Linked DNA regions of Mus musculus: region 1 is linked to region 2. Evidence: chromatin contacts called from public HiChIP or PLAC-seq data. All regions are on one chromosome and are shown on one strand. Each heading gives the region's core, a stretch centred on a gene start, on an enhancer-like site or on the middle of the called end of the contact. The rest is flanking DNA. Distances are from core to core; before and after follow the strand shown. Region 1 has its middle 250 kb from the start of Gm46220. Region 2 has its middle 87 kb from the start of Gm26535.

Evidence for each region. HiChIP or PLAC-seq counts read pairs in DNA pulled down with a chosen protein or histone mark.
Region 1: a contact with region 2 is called in an H3K27ac HiChIP or PLAC-seq map of bone marrow-derived dendritic cells, with 7 times the contacts expected there. The contact joins two enhancer-like sites. A contact is called at or near these places in 1 of 484 Hi-C or Micro-C datasets (macrophages) and 1 of 115 datasets of contacts at active chromatin or transcription factors (bone marrow-derived dendritic cells).

The regions. Positions count from the first base shown.
Region 1 is chr10:37,810,689-37,813,575 of GRCm38.p6, reverse strand. No RefSeq gene overlaps it. Among named protein-coding and RNA genes, the nearest start is that of Gm46220, 250 kb to the left of the region's middle. Within about 2 kb of position 1,610, at least 59 of the 459 cell types and tissues checked have an H3K27ac peak or open chromatin away from gene starts, as enhancers often do. A contact at or near this core is called in bone marrow-derived dendritic cells, where this site is marked.
Region 2 is chr10:37,230,833-37,234,106 of GRCm38.p6, reverse strand. No RefSeq gene overlaps it. Among named protein-coding and RNA genes, the nearest start is that of Gm26535, 87 kb to the left of the region's middle. Within about 2 kb of position 1,711, at least 167 of the 459 cell types and tissues checked have an H3K27ac peak or open chromatin away from gene starts, as enhancers often do. A contact at or near this core is called in bone marrow-derived dendritic cells, where this site is marked.

The DNA.
Region 1 (2,887 bases), core at 361-2,860, 580 kb before region 2:
TTACATAGAAACTTATATATGGGATCCTAAACTGATAGAATTAGTGCCCTTTTAGTAAGTGACCCAAGTGTGGTGGCACACTATAGTCCCAGCTATTCAGGAGACAAAGCTAGGAAGATAGCTCTGGCCCAGGTGATTAATGATGGGCCACATAGCAAAATGCTTTCAAAAAATAAACAGATTAGTAAGTAGATGCTATAAAGCCAGATATAACACAGAGAAAAAATGCATTGTTCTACAAGCCAAGAATCTATTACCAGAAACCAACTGTGTCAGGTCTTAATGAAGTATATCCAGCCAAGAGCATCACAAGAAAACAAACGTCTGTTGTTTAAGCCATTCCAGAGGATGGCACTTTGTTGTGGCAATCTAAGCAAGAGCCCTGATACAGCACTTATTTTATAATTGATGAAAACTCAATCACAGCCCTAGATTTCACACTCAAAACACAATAAAGAATTGTGGACTTGAATGAAAGACATGCTTTGAAGAAATGCTCAAGTTCAGAAATGTAACGTAACACAGTGGTATACTTTATTTACCTGAAGGTTCAACTCTAATGTTAGGAAGTTAGATTTATTGTTGCTTTCTTAATAACCCAGTCATCTCACGTGTAAAAGCATATTGCATTCAAGTGTCTGGGGCTATTTTCAGGAATCAATACTTGTTCCTTAGCAGTTGCACAGTAGCAGACAATTGCATAAAGAAGCTGTCTGTCTTTATTTACACAATGTATTTTTGTATTCACTAGGCCAGAAAGAATAGTTCTGTGTAGCAGCTGCCATTGTATTTTCTGCTTATCTCAGTCCTGTCTGCCACTGTTATAATTCACCAGCTGACACCCGCCTTGGCAGAAACCACGGGCAGTAATTTCATGCCAAGCAACAACGAAGCTCTGAACTCTGACACAATTCATCTTAGTTCTAGTTAGTAAAGGGGATTCTTTGGATCTTCCCCCACTTCTGTTGAAGCATTTGTGGCTGTAAAGGGGGAGGGGAGGGGGAGGGAGAGAAGATGGGGGATGCAATGGAAATGTACACTGGGGAACAGTTGCTGCTCTGTCTGGAGCAGGGGAACAGTGTCACTGGAAGACAGAGTCACTTGTGAGGGATGAAGACTGGATGTCCAGATAATGACATTCCTGCTTGTTTGGTTTTACAGAGTTGGAAGGATATGAGAGCACATTTGGTCTCCAAAAATACACTACTGTTCAACTCAAATGATTTGGAGGTTCAAAGTGTAATTTCTGGCACTTTCTGATTTAGGAAGCTTGAATTCAGGCATGAAGGCACTTGATTGTAACCATAAAAAATAGCCTTGTTTTGGTTGTGAATGCTTGATAAATAAAATGGAAAACTGCACGTCTTCAAGTTAATTTCTATACTCCCAATGGCCGTGGTTCACGTGGGTTTCATTGCAAGCAGATTAATTTTTAGTCTGAAAATCACCAGTAGCCAGCCAATCACATTTCGAAATCATGCCTTTTAGAAGTTTTGAAATATATTTTTAAAGCACACGTCAGAATCCCCTAGGTTTCCCACAATCTACTGAGAGTAAGAACCGTACTTTCCACACCATTTCCTGATAACTTCATGTGACACACAGTACCACATGAATTGCAGAAGTGAGATGACAGACTAGGTAACCACTCTTTTAAATGTCACCTTGGCCTCAGGTACCCTCTCATGTCAGCCAAACATAAATATCAGGCTAGAACTGTGATGGTATGGCTTTGTATTTCCCCCTTTAAATTCTGTGTATATACAGAGAGAGAGACTGATTAAAAGAAACTCTAATGAGGATATTGCTTCAAATCTCACTCAACTTTCTATCCTCTCACTGATGAATCTTAGCAAACTGAGGAGCCAGTTCTGTTGACAGCATTTTGAAAAAGAAAGCATAAGGGTCACATTTGATTACACTCCTGCTATTTCACTAATGACACGGCAGAGAAAACATTGTATTCAGCCGGATTTCATGTCTCAATACTACCTGGTGATGCTAATTAAATGAAAAAGAATAATTCATCAAAATTTAAAATAAAATTGCATCATGTCATTTATCTCTAGAGAAACAATGGGTCAAAATCATTGATGGCCAAAAAGAAGATTATTTTCGTATGTTTTGCTGATCACAGTTTTTACATCACAGCTTTCAACAAAGTCAGATTCTCCTAATGAAGCATATTTTCAAGAAGCAACTGAAAGATGTGTTCTCTTGAAAAGCTAATTTCTGTCTTGATACACATAAACTGAGGGGTCTTGTGTTCTCTAAAGGAGAGGAAAACCTTTATCAAAATTATAAAAAAAGATATCAGCTAAATAAACTCAGTAAGATCTCAAAAACTTTGTAGGATTTAGCTAATTAACTTAAATCAGTTGATATGTCTGATCAAAAATGATAGCTATGAAGAGGACAGATTGGAACTTGCAAGATAGCCAACTAGACCAACTCATAGTGTCTGATAGACCAAGTCAAGACCTTAAATTAAAAGAGATAGGCTCAAATTTCCATCTTAAGCCAGCCGCCAGAGAGAGATGAAGAGGCTGGTCTTCTGATTAGGAAAAGATCAGTAAATGGATGGTTCCTCACTGACATCTCTCAGATATGGCCTCCATGGCAATGTGGGAAACCCAGTCATGCATAGCCATAACTGGTCTTCTGCACAACCCAGGCTATAGACACACATAGTTGACATTTTGTGGCTATCCTTACAGTGTCCTTTTAATCTCTTCCAAATTTGCTTTGATCATTGCTGTCTACCTGCTGGCCTGTAAACATGTGAATTGTGCACCATTATCAAGTATTTCTACATATTTCACTCGCGGAGAGGAAACAGCCTTGTTTGAGCTATCTGTGCTATGCATACCAAGTGATAGTTTATACA
Region 2 (3,274 bases), core at 462-2,961:
TTTGTGGGTAGCCATTTACAGGAGTAGCTTCGACCAGGAGGAAGCAGGACCCTGAAGAGTACAGGGTCCAGTGGGCACAGTAGAGCACACTGCTGACCGGGTTAGGTAACAGTGGCATCACCTCTCCTGGCTTGTCTGCCAGGCTCTCCGGGCTCTCTCTGTCTTGAAAAGAACAAGGTGACGTTGTCCAACCACATGTACTCCTTGAACCATTCAACATCAACAAGTGTTATTTCAAACCTTGCCTGGGGGAGTGGGGGATGGGGTGGTGTGGGGTCATGTGGTCCACAACATTAAATTCTAATTTCGATAAATGTACCTGCTGTTCTTTTGTATTAAGTGATGACATGAAGCTATGAAACCTGAGGCTCTATTTTTGGCTTTATGTATTTTTTTTTTTTGTGGGAAAAACTACCCCTTAAAACTTTTCATGATGATGTGTGTATGTGTGTGAGTATGTGTGTGTGTGTGTATGAGAGAGATAGAGAATGTGTATGTGTAAGTGTGTGCACATGTATAGACTAATAGAACAATTTTCAGGAATTAATTCTCTCCTTTCATGTGGCTCCTGGGCCTTGAGTTTACATCATCAGGTTTGGCAGGAAGAACCTTTACCCAGTGAGCTATCACAAAGGCATCTTAGCCATTTTAAAATTAGTTTTAATTGGAAAATACGCACAACACAAAATTTGGTGTGAACTATTCCATTGCTATTCTTCCATCCTTAAATTCCATTTCAACTATTTTCATCTTCTCTACTTAAACAACTGTGTCTTGAGACAGTCTCCCTATTTAGCCAGGTTGGTCTCAAGCTCAAGATGCCCAGCCCTAGGCCTTTTATGTGAGGATCCGGATCCATTGAACAACTCCTCCAGCCCCTAGCAAGCACCACTCCACTCTGCCTTCATGCATTTGACTGCTTTAGGATCCACATGTAAGGAGATCTTTCTCTGACCAGCTGATCTCATTTAGTATCATGACTATAACTTTCCATCACCATCCCAGCAGATATCAGGACTCCCTGCATTAAGACTACTATCTCTTTGGAAGTGTGAATCACAGACTTTAAAGGCATGATCTCTAAAGCCTTTAATTCCAGAACATTCCCATGTTGAGCCTGAGAAGAAGTCTGCTGTGAGTTCAAGGATGGCATAGTTTTAATTTCCATTTTCCAGTTCATTGGGAGCATGTACTCAAGTCAGAGGTGGGACTGGTAATCACTCTGCCTCTGCCTTTCCAGGGCTAGAATTAAAGGCACGTCTCACCGTGCCCTACCATGTCCACCTCCTTTTTAGCCTTTGAAGAACCACCACACCACTGTTGATAGGCAATCCCTTGACAGTGAACAAAATCTTGCTTTTTCCACATCCTCTCCAACACTTGGAATCTTCTGGCTCTGTTTATGGTTTTGATAGTAGCCATCTTAATGTGCTGTAATTCCATTTTGACTGACGTGCAGGGAATGTGAGATAAGATTTAAACAATGTAGCCGACTTTCTTGTACTTTTGTGAGACTTTTCATGAACAAGTTGTTAAACATTTAAACAAAATAACTAAAAGACATCGTAAAGAATTGGATTTTTTTTTAGTTACCCTTGCTCTGCTGTCTGGAGAGGAAGTTTAAAAAAACAAAAGGACTTGCAAAGGACGGTAGGGGTTTTCCCTGTTGGTTCCAAGTCAGCAGAATAAAATGAGCCCAAGAGGCTGTAATGTGTTGCGCTGTATTCTCCTGCGTGTGTTTAGTGCAAATGTTCTAGATGTCTCTAAGGTGCTTTTGTGTGTTTCACAGTTTGCATATCTTCACTACGCAACTGCCTGGCCAGAGCAGATAAGCCCCAGAAGGAAGAGTGGAAGGGGTGGTGGTGGGATGGGGGCAGGGTGTCTTCCCAGGAACTGGGTAACAGAATAGGGAATCGAAGCGCTGCTAACCCTGGACAAAGGCAGAAAGAACAAGAATGAAGAGGAAGTCAGGCTGCGCTCCCCCCTCCCCTCCTCCCCCTCGCCCCTCCCCCGCCCAGGCCCGCCACCAGCTGATTTCAGCGTCAGCTGTTTGGTTTGAAGCCTACTTCCCCTTCTAAACTGCTGATGCCCTTGCTCTACAGCAGGGAAGAGCCAACCCTGCCATGCTAATCTCTGACTGCCCACAACCCCCCTCCTCAGTTCTCCCTCCCCCATCCTCCCCCAGTCATACCTAGGCATTTAAAAACTACAGATTACTGAATATGTACTAATTATGAATGTCAAACAAGATGAAATAACTTCAGTCTTAAATACATTTTTATTACGAAAGTGTATTCAGAGCAAAGTTGCTCTCTTCCACATGCTGTAACAGGGATTCAGCAATTTAAAACTGTTTGCTTAGCACAGGGCCTTCATTGACTGTAGAAAATTCTTAAAATTTTAAATAATTTTGAAACTATAATAAACTAATATGTACAATAAGCTCAAAGTCACTCCATTTTTTTTAATTATTTTTATTTTTGACATGCTCTGACAGGTCTAAACTATGCCATCCAAGCTAGGTATGCTGGTCCATACTTGTAACCACAGTGCTTGGGGTGTAAACAAAGTGAGTTTCTGTCTCAAATACGCAAACAAACAAAAACAGCAAAACAAAGAAAATCATCTTTGGTGTGTGGTCGCCCTTATTAGTTTCCTTCTAAGTTGTGAAGACTTTGATAGCTGCCAAGCCTTCACTTTGCCCCAGGCGTGGAGCACTCTGTAGAGCTGAGCGGGAGCCTGGGTTGGGTCAGACTGGTTCGATCTGGGTACATGGGGGAAATGACTGGCTAGAATGCGGCCTAGACTAACTCACTGCAGAACAAAGTCTAGACCACCCAAGACACACTGACCTCTTCTGTCACCCATTCTTCTTCAGCAAGTGGTCCTCAGAAGGAACCCCCAAAGGGAGGGAGCCTGGTATTTTTTATAACTACTTAGAAAGATATTTAGGAAACTTTGCTAATCTAGTTTTGTGACTAAGTCTAAGAAATGTCCACAATCTGGTAAGAAGGGCTGGTACGATGATGATTCAGTGGTAAAGATAAAGGGGCTTGTTTTGCAAGGCTGACTACCTTGGGTTCAATCCCGTGTAAAGATGAATGGGGAAAAAAAAAAAAAAAAAAAAACTCCACAAAGCTGTAGTCTGACACACACACACACACACACACACTAAATAAATAAACAATTTAATTTTAAAAAATTAAAAAGACATGTCCACAATCATAGTGTGTCTTTTTGCCACTTCCACAAACATGCAATTAATAAAATAATG